2 separate regions of the Mus musculus genome follow, and region 1 is linked to region 2. A link is a contact called in public Hi-C data. All regions are on one chromosome and are shown on one strand. The core of a region is the stretch at or near the end of the contact, and the rest is flanking DNA. Distances in the headings are between cores, read along the strand shown.

What was found. Hi-C and Micro-C count contacts between places; a contact is called where the count stands out from the background.
Region 1: a Hi-C map of CD4 T cells shows a contact between it and region 2, with 2.3 times the contacts expected there. A contact is called at or near these places in 1 of 484 Hi-C or Micro-C datasets (CD4 T cells) and 4 of 130 datasets of targeted methods (double positive thymocytes, memory CD8 T cells, microglia and 1 more).

The regions. Positions count from the first base shown.
Region 1 is chr19:32,949,192-32,954,793 of GRCm38.p6, reverse strand. No RefSeq gene overlaps it. Among named protein-coding and RNA genes, the nearest start is that of Gm36914, 8.1 kb to the left of the region's middle.
Region 2 is chr19:32,262,736-32,268,356 of GRCm38.p6, reverse strand. The region is part of intron 3 of Sgms1 (sphingomyelin synthase 1); the gene reads left to right. Among named protein-coding and RNA genes, the nearest start is that of Sgms1, 120 kb to the left of the region's middle.

The DNA.
Region 1 (5,602 bases), core at 29-2,528, 690 kb before region 2:
TGCAAGAACGAGGTTGTGTCAGATCCTGCCAAGAGGGTGATGCCTGAAGTAAAAGATCCAGGATGAGAAGGGGTTGGGATAGGGACTGCTTAGTAGCCTGTGGCTGATGAAGGAAGCAGAATGGGAGCAGTGGGTCAAAGCCAACCTAGAGAAACTGCTGGAGAAGACACCTGGAACGGAATGGCCAGTGGATGAAGCTGGGGATGCAGGCCAGCAGGAGGGCCATCAGCTCCCATGGGCCCTGAAAGCCACAACGGGCAGTCATCAGATGCATCAGGAGCCTCCCTCCATGAGCAGAAGGAAGCCATTCCTTCAAGAAGGCAGAAGAAGCAATGCATACTGAAAAAGTCCACCAGAGGGCTCTGTAGGGAGAGTCCCACCCTCTCCTCTCTCCTCCCACAGCTGACACTTCTCCTGTTGGAACATAGAAGCATTGTTTCCCTCTGAACAAAAGCGTCTTTAGCAAACAACCACTGTACTTTAATGAAAGGAAAAGAACCAATAGCCACCAGTACAATAGAGGAGCCCAGATGAAAGACGAAGCTGCCATCCTGATGGTTTAGCAGAGAGTGTATCACCCCTAAGCTCCCCAGATCCCCCATCTGCAAAGCCTATGCTCAGCCCAACTGACATGGTCACCCTCCTTTCCAAGGAGGCAATCTGAGGTAGTTGCCCAGACTACAGGCCAAATGCCAGCTCTTCAAGGGGGCACACTAGCCCAGAAAGCAATGGCTTTAGGTGATTAAAAAAACAAACAAACAAAAACCTTATAGGATGCTGTGGTGTGAACGTAGGAGTGGGAGAGTGGGAGGTGAAGTGAAAGAGCAACAGGGTTTTCTATTTTTGGCCAAGACTGTCTTGTAGGAATTACACTTATTATATTTAAGCATCATTAAATAGAGACAAGAATCGTTCCTGCCTAGCACACCCTAGAAATGTGTGATCACAAAGGAGGAGATTGGCTGAGGTCAGAAGGAAAGGGTTGGAGAACTACTCAGTGTATCAGCTACGTTTTCGAGAGACCTACAGAGCCTGCGAGGACACTCCCAGGAATGAGAGGCAGGAAGGGTTATCCTCTATCTTCAAAGTATTTGAAGCTCTCGTTGGCCTGGGATGCTCTAGCCTGCTAGAGTTCTTTTCCATCTGCTGGAATTAGCCGGTTCTCCTAGGTACTCAAATCATAAACAGAGATTACGAACTAAAAGGGGAACTTGGTGAACTCCAGCCCAAGTGTCATCAACATCCTATGTCCTCCACCTGCTGCTTCCTCCCAGCCACGGAGCCTGACACCTGCCCAGCCCTCAGCAAATGCTTATATGAAGTTTGACAAGGAAACAGGAAGCGCAGCACAGGAAGCCATGGAGCTCAGAGAACAGTGTGTGCAGGGAGAGAGCCAGAGGGAAAGGCAGTGAATGAGAGCTCTCTGAGCTGCATCTGCGCACACAGACACCCCCCCTCCCCCACCCCCATACACTCAACCGCCATTAAGGACACTCTGTTAAACGGATTGGTTCTTTCCTCTCGAATGAGGTAGGAGTCAGAATCTTAGTCCCTTTTGCCTCAAATCCCTCCCCTTTTCCTAGATGGTGCCTGCAACCTCTGAGGACCTCAAATTACAAATTTCAAAACACAGGTTCCAAAGTTCCAAGCACACCTGTTCACAGGAAGCCAGCGATGGGTGGAGCCTTGGCAGGTTCTAACACCTGAGCTTGAGGAGGTCTCTGTCTGTGGAAAGGTTAGGAAGAACCCTTGACTCTGAGAGCAACTGGGCAAAAGCTTGAGTGGACCCTGTCCTGTGAGGCAGAAGGATGCACTTCGGGAGACTGTGTTCTGGCTCACCTTTGTATCAGCTTCGCTCACCAGAACTAAAGCTTGGACCTCCCTTAGAGCTGCTCTCCACAGCTGGAGCACGCTATGAGCAGGTCGTGAAGCACGGAATCAGAACAGCTGTTCTTATGCTTTTTTTTAGCATCTTGTGTTAACCATGCTGTGACTAGAGTTTAAAGACTCGCGGCAGGGCAGGGATAGGCAAGGGTGAATAGTGAAGAAATATGGGGATACGTATTATCATGGTAAGAAGCATGGCAGCACAAAGGTAGACGTGCTGCTGGAGAAGTAGCTGAGAATTCTACATCTGAATTGGCAGGCAGCAGAAAGAGAATGAGTCACAATACACTGAGCCTGGTTTCAGCATCCAAAACCTCAAAGCCTGCCCCTAATGACACACTTCCTTCAACATGGCCACACCTCCTAATAGTATCATTCCCTATGGGGCTATGGGGGCCATTTTAATTTAAAACATCACACTTACCTCTGTTACTATCTCAGGATAATTGATAGTAATCATGATAATAATGATTGCCACCCTAGTAGGTATGAAATGGTACCTCATTGTGCCTTTGACTTACATTTCTCAGATAGCTCAATGTTGAGTCTTGACCATTTGTGTATATAAGAGGGGATTAATCCATAGTCTCCTGATGCTGCACAGGCAGTCTTGAAATCACACTCCTCCTGCCTCAGCCCCCTCTGAGTGCTGGGATTATAGGTATGTGACACCACACTCAGCTTCATTTGTACATTTTTCAGGAGAAATATTTACTATAATGGTTCGGCCGGTTTTAATTGGTTATTGTCCTTCAATGTTGTATTAAAGGTTCTTGACTTATTCTGAGTACTAGACTTCTCTCAGATAATTAGATTGGCAGATATTATCTCCCATGCTATGAGTCTGCACTTTCTTGACAGTCCCTGAAATACAAAATTTAAGTTTTGATGAAATCTAGTTTATTTTAGTTTTTATTTTTTTGATTTTTCAAGACAGGGTTTCTCTGTATAGCCCTGGCTGTCCTGGAACTCACTTTGTAGACCAGGCTGGCCACGAACTCAGAAATCTGCCTGCCTCTGCCTCCCAAGTGCTGGGATTAAAGGCGTGGGCCACCACGCCCGGTTTATAATTGTTTTTACTTTAAGTACTGTATCTAATATTACCCATTTTAAGGCATGTTAGTACAAAGATTTACAGGTATTTTTAAGAAGTAGGTTTTTATTTTTTTATTAGAGATTTTTTTAAGAGTCATTTGTTTGTTTGTTTTATGTATACAAATACTCTGTAGCTGTCTTTAAACACATCATAAGAGGGCATCAGTTCCCATTACAGATGGCTGTGAGCCACCATGTGGTTGTTGAGAATTGAACTCAGAACCTCTGGAAGAGCAGTCAGTGCTCTTAACTGCTGAGTCATCTCTCTAGCCCTAAAAGATTTACATTTTTGATGTTGTTTTCTTCCTCAAGAGTTCATAATTTTAGCTCTTGTGTCCAGGTCTTTGACCAAATTGAAGTTAATTATTTTTCTGTGAAGTGAAATATCACTATCAACAGTCTAGCCATGGCAAAAATAATCAATAGTCTGAGGTATTGTAGCAATCAGGAACATGGTGATTCAACTGTCCAAGAGTGTCACCACTTCTATACAGGTGATTCTATTTAGGGTATATAATAGGAGGTTGTCAACTTCTTAACATACATAGAAATCTGCTTACGGTGGCTTAACTTCACAGATACCCCACAACACAGAGCCAGAGCTCCAAGCAATTCCCCTCAATGCTGATGGCTCACACTGTAGTTTATTTGTATGTGTGTAGCCTACCCCTCTCCCTTGAGTACCACATCTCCACATGGCCCTGGGATATGGGTACCCAGTTCCAGCATCTCCCAATCAAGGTCACCTAGTCTTTCCCCTCCTCCAGTCAGCTCAGACTCCAACTTCCCCTTCTCTGCTGCAGCGCAATTCTTCCCCTCACCCAGGCACAATGTCCTCAGCACTTCTTCTTCCCCTCTCCACTCCTCCCCCAACATCTAATCAGTTTTACATAACTGTTCCTTTGCCCTGGCCACCTGTCAGTGACCTGCTTGGCCCAAGCTCCCCCTCCATTCTGAGACCTTTCCATTCTTCATCTTCTAACTTACCAGAGCACAAGACCTACCAGCTGCAAGAGCAGTCTCTAAAATTCACTCTCTGCCTCAGGAAAGCTCAATGTCTCACAAATTTGATGATTCCTCGAATTTGTTATAATAGGAAAATAATTTCAAGGTCGGGAATCCAAGGCTAACCTGCTCTAACTCCAACCAGCCCTTGGATCTCTTCTTTCTGCTCTCTCTAAAGTCTGTTCTCTGCACTTCTGGGCTTCCAGTCTTCACAGATTTTTCTGTTATCATTTAAGAAAGATGGTGCTGCTGAGCCTCCAAAACCCGCCCCACGGATGGTCAACTAGTGAAGCTCCCAACAGCCTCCCACGTGATTTTATGTGACATTTACTTCATTATTCATAGTGCATAGTACAGTGTCTTGAGCAAGCACACCCTTAGTAGATGTGTATCACAGTTGGCACTGAGCCCACCAACAACAGTGTGGCTGAATCACTTAGGGAACTTCTTCAGAATATCCCACAGGGGAGCCAGATCTCAGTACTTTGAGAAGTTCTCACTTAGGATTCTGATGTACATCACTGTGAACTTCAAAGCCATGCACTGTGGGGCAGGTCTGCAATCCTAGCACTTGGACAGCTGAGAGAGGATGAACATCGTGAGTTTGACACCAGCCTCAGATACACAGTGAGTTCCCCGGTCAGCCTGGAGCACTTATCAAATTACCTATTATTAGATAATTAAAATATGCTGAACGCTAGTTGTGAACCAACCACTATGAGTGCCTCATATCATCTGTCCTCGGAGAACATCACACAGTAGGCAGCTTTGTTTTCCATTTCGAAGATTAGGAAATGCAAGCTTTAAGATGCTAAAATATTTGCCTAAGATCTATAAGCATTATAGATTAAATGAAGGCCACTGGCTGTCAAAGCAAATTTATATGGGCTAGAGAGATGGCTCCCTTATTATGAATGTTTACTGCTGTTGCATGGGGTGTTGATTCAGTTTCCACCACCCCTAGCATCTTAGAACTGTCCATCACACCTATTTCAGGGCATCTGATGCCTTATTCTGGCCTCTGAAGGCACCGTACCCACATAGCATGCTTAATGCATGTGCAGAGAAAACATTCATACCCGTAAAATAAAAATAATAACTAAATTGTTTAAAATATGTAAATAAATTAGATGAACTGTTAGTCACCACTGAATGTTACTTATAATATGTGGGAGGAATAGAACAGTGATTTCCCCCCCACCCACCCACCTCCAAGAAAATGCAATACAGATCTAGTAACTGAGAGCTGTACTCTCCCTTTCTTAGCTTCCTAACTTTGGACAAAGCATTTGCCCTCTCTGAGCTTCTGCTTTTCCTTCTGTAAAATGAGTCTAGCACAGACCTGCTGCAAGGCAACAGACAGGGTGACGTGGATTAAAATGTGTAAGATGCACATAGTAAATGATTGGTAGCCTACCTGTACTGCTATTATCACTACTCTTATTTAAATACATACATTATTCCAAGGCACTCATTCTTAGCTTTCATCAACAGTGGCAGGTTAAGTGTCTTGACAGCTTGAGTGGCAGGCAAGGCTGACTCTTGGGGTAGGGCCAGAATAAGAGGATTTTTCTTGAAAATCTCCTATATGTCAAGGCTTAGATTTGGTGGGGCT
Region 2 (5,621 bases), core at 502-3,001:
TAAGATGTCACCCCACGTATTCAGAGGACTGGCTAAAGAGCTCTTTAAAAGTCCACCAGCATCTTAGAGAATCTTAGAGAAGCATATTTAAAATTACATATCCATGTTCTTTCTTTTCGGAAATTAGGATATTTAAAAAGGATCATTATTAAAGCATAGATTCCTTTATAATCCTGAGCTAATACGCCTACACTAAGGCCATGGTCAAGGTGCTGTGTTGTAGGCCATTTCTTTGGGTGGATAGAAAGAAGAGGTTATTGTGACTTGATATCATGGAAAGATTCGAGATCTGAATTAGTAGCATAACTAATACTTTAGTGTCTTTTGACATGGATATTTCTCAGCAGAGTATGCAAAGAATGCATCAGTTGTAAGGAGCCATTCAGAATACATTGTAATATTGATGGAACGCAAAGGAGAAGGCTTGTGCAGGTTGGAAGTGTAAAGTATTTAGACCAGGACAAAGGTCTTGCAGAAGGTTGATTTGCATGTTGTCTTCACTTAGCTTTTATTTGAAAACTCACTTGTGTGTAATTAATGTTTAAATGTATCCATCTTTTATAACACTTCAGCTGGTACTTATAACATTTCAAGGTTTCTGCACTTTGCTGTAGTAGATTAGTAAGTTTCCAGAAACAGGCTAAAGGGCAGCTTTCGAGTGGGAGTTTGGGTAGCATAGTTTTGATTCTCTAGCCTAGATTCTCTGAATATCATGGAAAGGCCAGACACAATTCTAAGAAGAAGGTGTCTGTGAGGTCTTCAATGATTTCTTTGCTTTTCCACATACTGACATATGAACTTAGCCTAAACCAACGCTTTAAAAGACAGCCATTTTAATTGGTTAACCAAAAAAAAAAAAAAAAAAAAAGTGAACAGTTGTCTCTAATGTCCTCCTTCCTTGGCTGTATAACTAGGTTAATTATAATCTCAGGTGTATGGTTTTTGATGTTGCTGCTGCTTTCAAACTGTGGAAAGGTGTAATTTAGTGCTGTTACCATTGCTTAAGCTCTGATACCGTGTCTACTCCCTGGAAGAATATGTTTGTGTTCTTACATTTTTAATAGTGAATATGCTATTAATGTTAACACTAGTGGCATCCTTGAGGCCTGGGAAGTACATGCCCAATTATATAAGACAGTATCACATGAATGGCTGGCAAGTCTGTACTGAAATGCTGACTAACATGAGGCCTTCTGTAAGTTCTGGTGGTTTTCCAGTAATAACAAAACTTTGCTTCCTTACCATCTGAACCTCCCACATCTTAGTGCTTATTAGGTCTGGATGTTGTGCTGGGTGGGGCTCTGTAACTTCTCCCAAGAGCTCTGAAGGCAAGGTATTTGTCTGCAGGTAAAGAGGCCGAAGGTTCCCGCAGTGCTGGCCTCGGAAGTGGGTGTTTCAGGTCTCTGTGTGTGTGTGTGTGTGTGTGTGTGTGTGTTTCCAGCACTTGCTCTCCTTCCTTCCCCTCCCTCTTCTCCTTCTCTATCTTGTTTTTTCCTTCTCAGTTACTTTATTAAAATTGTCTCCCTGGAGGTATTTAAAGTTGATGCAGATCTGGTTTTCTGCCATTTTTAGCCAACTGCATAGATGAGATTAAAAAAAAAAAAGAATTCAATTAATTGGTTTTGAAGATGCGGTCTTAAAAAATAAAACAAAAACAGAAAATAACGACTATGCTGATGAGGATGTGGGAAAAGGCAAGCCCTGCTGTGGTTTATGGTGTTTTGAAATGGCTGCATGGCTGAGCTACCATGGAAAGTTCTATGGCAGTTCCTCAAAGCATAAAAGATAGAAGTACACGTGACCCAGCCATGCCACCCCTGGTTAGACGGCCCACCCATGTTCTCAGCAACATTATTTATGATTGCTAAGACTCGAAAGAAACCTCAATATTTACTGATAAGTGAACGGAGAAATAGAATACTCTCTACACACAAATCAGAATGTGTTTATTTTGCTTTTAAAAGAAGGAAATTGGGGTTGGGGAGTTGCCCCAGTTAGTAAAGAGCTTGCCATGCATGCATGAGGACATGGTTTAGACCCTCAGCACCCACATAAAAGATCTGGGTGTTAGTGGCCTGGGTAGCTGCTGAGGGCGGTGGGTGGGTCAGTGGCCTGCTATGCTCACGAGTCTTGTATGTATTGGTGACCCTGGTTACCTGAAGCCCATGGTCTGAGCTGCTGCCTAAAGGCATGTTAATGTACATGGGTGCTGGAGAGCTGGCCCACCCCTTCTACAGGTGAGCTGGCCCCACTCAGGCTACTGCCTGGCTCACCTCTGCCAATGGCTTCTGGTGTAGATATATGTGGAGAAAGACTAATCCTCTGGGGCAGGTGTTGGGGAGTGATGGCCGTGTGTGTGTGTGTGTGTGTGTGTGTGTGTGTGTGTGTATTTATACACACACACACAGCTCTATTCATACACATATACTACACATATTTACAAATAAATAGTAAAGGGATTTCAACTCATGGTTTAACATATATGACTTTAAAGCCATTTTGCTAATTAAAACAAGCCCACCAAAAAGGAACAAAAAAGGTTTTTATCCACTTACTTCAGCCCCTAAAAACTTCCCATAGAATGGTGATTTATTGATGTACAGGGGTTGGGGGTTAGGTAACGGGGAACTGGGGAACTATTGCTTAACAGAATTTCTCATTGGGGTGATGGACACATTTTGGTGATGTGATAATACAGTGAAAATGTAATTTGGGGGGTGGCTACATGGTCCTGGCTGTCCTGGAACCTATGTAGACTAGGTTAGCCTGAACTTAGATCCACCTGCCTCTGTCTCTCTAGTGCTGGGATTAAAGGCGCCATGCCCAGCTACAATGTCACTGTTTTTAGTGCACAGACTACATACCTAAACATTTCCAAGATGGTGGATTTTGAGATGTGTTGTGCTCCACTAACAATAATGTTAAAGATAAAAGGGATGAAATGGTTGGGTTTGAGCTCTTTCCTTTGAAGTATAAAAAACATAGAACAATCATGTTTTATAATTATAGTTATCCTAGCACATTTAACAGATTGCTGGGATAAGACAGGAACAGTAGGAAGTCATTGAAACTGAATTTAATTGTCAGTGTGATAGTTGGCCCTGATTGACAACTTGGCAAGATTTAGAGTCACCTAGGAAGCCCCTCTGGTTGTGTCTATCTCGGTGTTTCTGTAGGGGAATAATGAGGGTGGGGAAGCCACCCTCAAAGGGCTGACACCTTCCACAGTTGGTCCAGATATAAAGAGGTCTTAGGAGGAGGCAGTGTGTGCCTACTTTCGCCATTGCTTTCTGAAGGTGGTGTCTGTCACCACTCCTGCCAACCTTTGCTGATCTGGTACTGGACTCCAGCTTCGGTGGCCGCCATTGTGGAAAGGGCGGTACTTGGTCCTTTCTAGAGTAGACACTTGTTCTGGATATACATTTGCCTTCTTTGTGTTATCGCTTCTGTCAAAGTTACCGTTCATGGATTTGGAGAATCAAGCTTTTCCATGAAGCATTTGCTGGCCAAGGAACTCGCTTCACAGTCAAAGAGCTGTATTAGTGGACTTGTGCCCATGGAATTCACTGGTCTTAACCATGACCCCCATCTTCCTGAAGCATCTGGCCTGGTAGAATAGTGGCATGCCCTTTTGAAGATTAGTTGCAATGCTAATCAGAGAGCACTACCTTAACAGGGCTGGACCAAGGCTTTCCAAAAGGCTCTATGTACTCTTATTCAGCATCTAATATACGGTACCCAGGAAGAAGGGAGTAGAAATGGAGATGATACCACTTGGCAACACCCCATTGGCCTCCCAGCCAGCATCAGACCCTGCTTCTGCAACCTTCTGACAAGGGCTAAATGGGAGCTGCCAGGCTTTCAGTACCATATTGGGATTTATGAGGCTATCTACTTTGGGGACTGAGCAGCTAGTGTGTTCCCTCCTCTGCACTTCCAGGGTGTCATTGTCAGACATCTTGGTTCCTATCTTATAAGACAGTCCAATTAATGTGCTGTAGAGTATGTTGGGGTTTTGTTTATTTTGAGACAGGGTATTAATACATAACCCTGGCTGGTCTAGAACTCACTTTGTAGACCAGGCTGGCCTCAAACTCATAGAGATCCCACTGGCTCTGCCTCTCCAGTGCTGGAATTAAAGGCGTGCCACCCCCACCCCCTCTAGGATGTATGTGTTCATCTAGAGAACCCTGTCTTTGGAATCTGCATCCTCATCTTGTTCAGTTCAGAGTGAGTTGGTTTCTCTCGGAACCTGACTTCCCTGAAAGCTGTTATCATGGGGTAATTCCCCTCTGAGTGTGCTTAGCAGCAGCTTTCCCAGCTAGAGGGCAAAAGCAAACTGCAGACACACCCATGGCTCACCCTCACACAGGCAAGCACAAGCCAAGGTTACCAGTAAAACTGGAAACCAAAAGGTATCTGGTTGAAGTTATCTGGTCTTGTCAAATGAAGGCTCTGCAACTTAACACACTTTACCTTTTGGCTTATCATACTGAATATTAGGGGTTCCATCCATCTGTGTGTAGGAATGTTCATTGAGATAGCACTGAGAAGGCCCTTGGGGTTACTCCCAGCATTGACAAGGGTTGGGCCCTGTGGATTGCACTGCTTTAAATGGGTCTTCACTTTCTTCTTATCCACAGGTATTTGAACTATCATTGTGCAAAGTGCCAGCAACTAAGTACCGAGCAGACTGCACACACTATAGTAAAGATGGGTCCTTAGACTTTATTTCCTCTCCACAGCTTATATATCTGGGCAGAATCTGTAATATAAAAATTACAATGTGATTACATTCTATTTTTCTTTGAGTGAATAATTACAATAAGTATACAGAAAACAAAACAAAACAAAACCCAGCATATTCCTGGTAACCTTACACGATTAAACGTTACTTATTCCACGTGAAAAACAAATTATTCCCAGGGCCCCATGTGCATTCATGTTTTAAATAACTTGTTATAAATTAACAGAGTGTAAGTAAGCAAGGTAGTTTTTTTTTTTTCTCATCCAGGGCTTTTACTGGCAGGCTGCAATTTGTAGTTAAAAAGAAAGGATCACCGGGCAGTGGTGGCACACGCCTTTAATCCCAGCCCTTGGGAGGCAGAGGCAGGCAGATTTCTGAGTTTGAGGCCAGCCTGGTCTACAAAGTGAGTTCCAGGACAGCCAGGGCTACACAGAGAAACCCTGTCTCAAAAAAAAAAAAAAAAAAAAAAAAAAAAAAAAAAAAATCAACCAGGTAATCTTACAAACAACCTTAGAAGAATCCCAAATCTAAACTTGTAGACAACCATCAGTCAGTTTCACTGTGACTCCTCAGGGTGCACATCTCCTCATTAACAGTTTCTTATTAAGTCATATCAGGAAGCTGAGGGCAAACAAGGGTACAAGCGATGAATCATCACCTTGATCGGTAAGTAGCCCAGTTTTAAGAAGAGAAGCATGTCCATTGGTGCTAGTTCGGCTGCCGTTGTTCTTGTTCCTTGACCCCAAAAACATCCCCGGCTGAACTATATCTATCAAGAGTGTGCCTTTCTGAACTTCAAATGGTTCTCCAAGACTTTCAGTGTGAAAGCCACGAACAAAAACATCTTAACCTACCTTTACTAACAACAATCTAC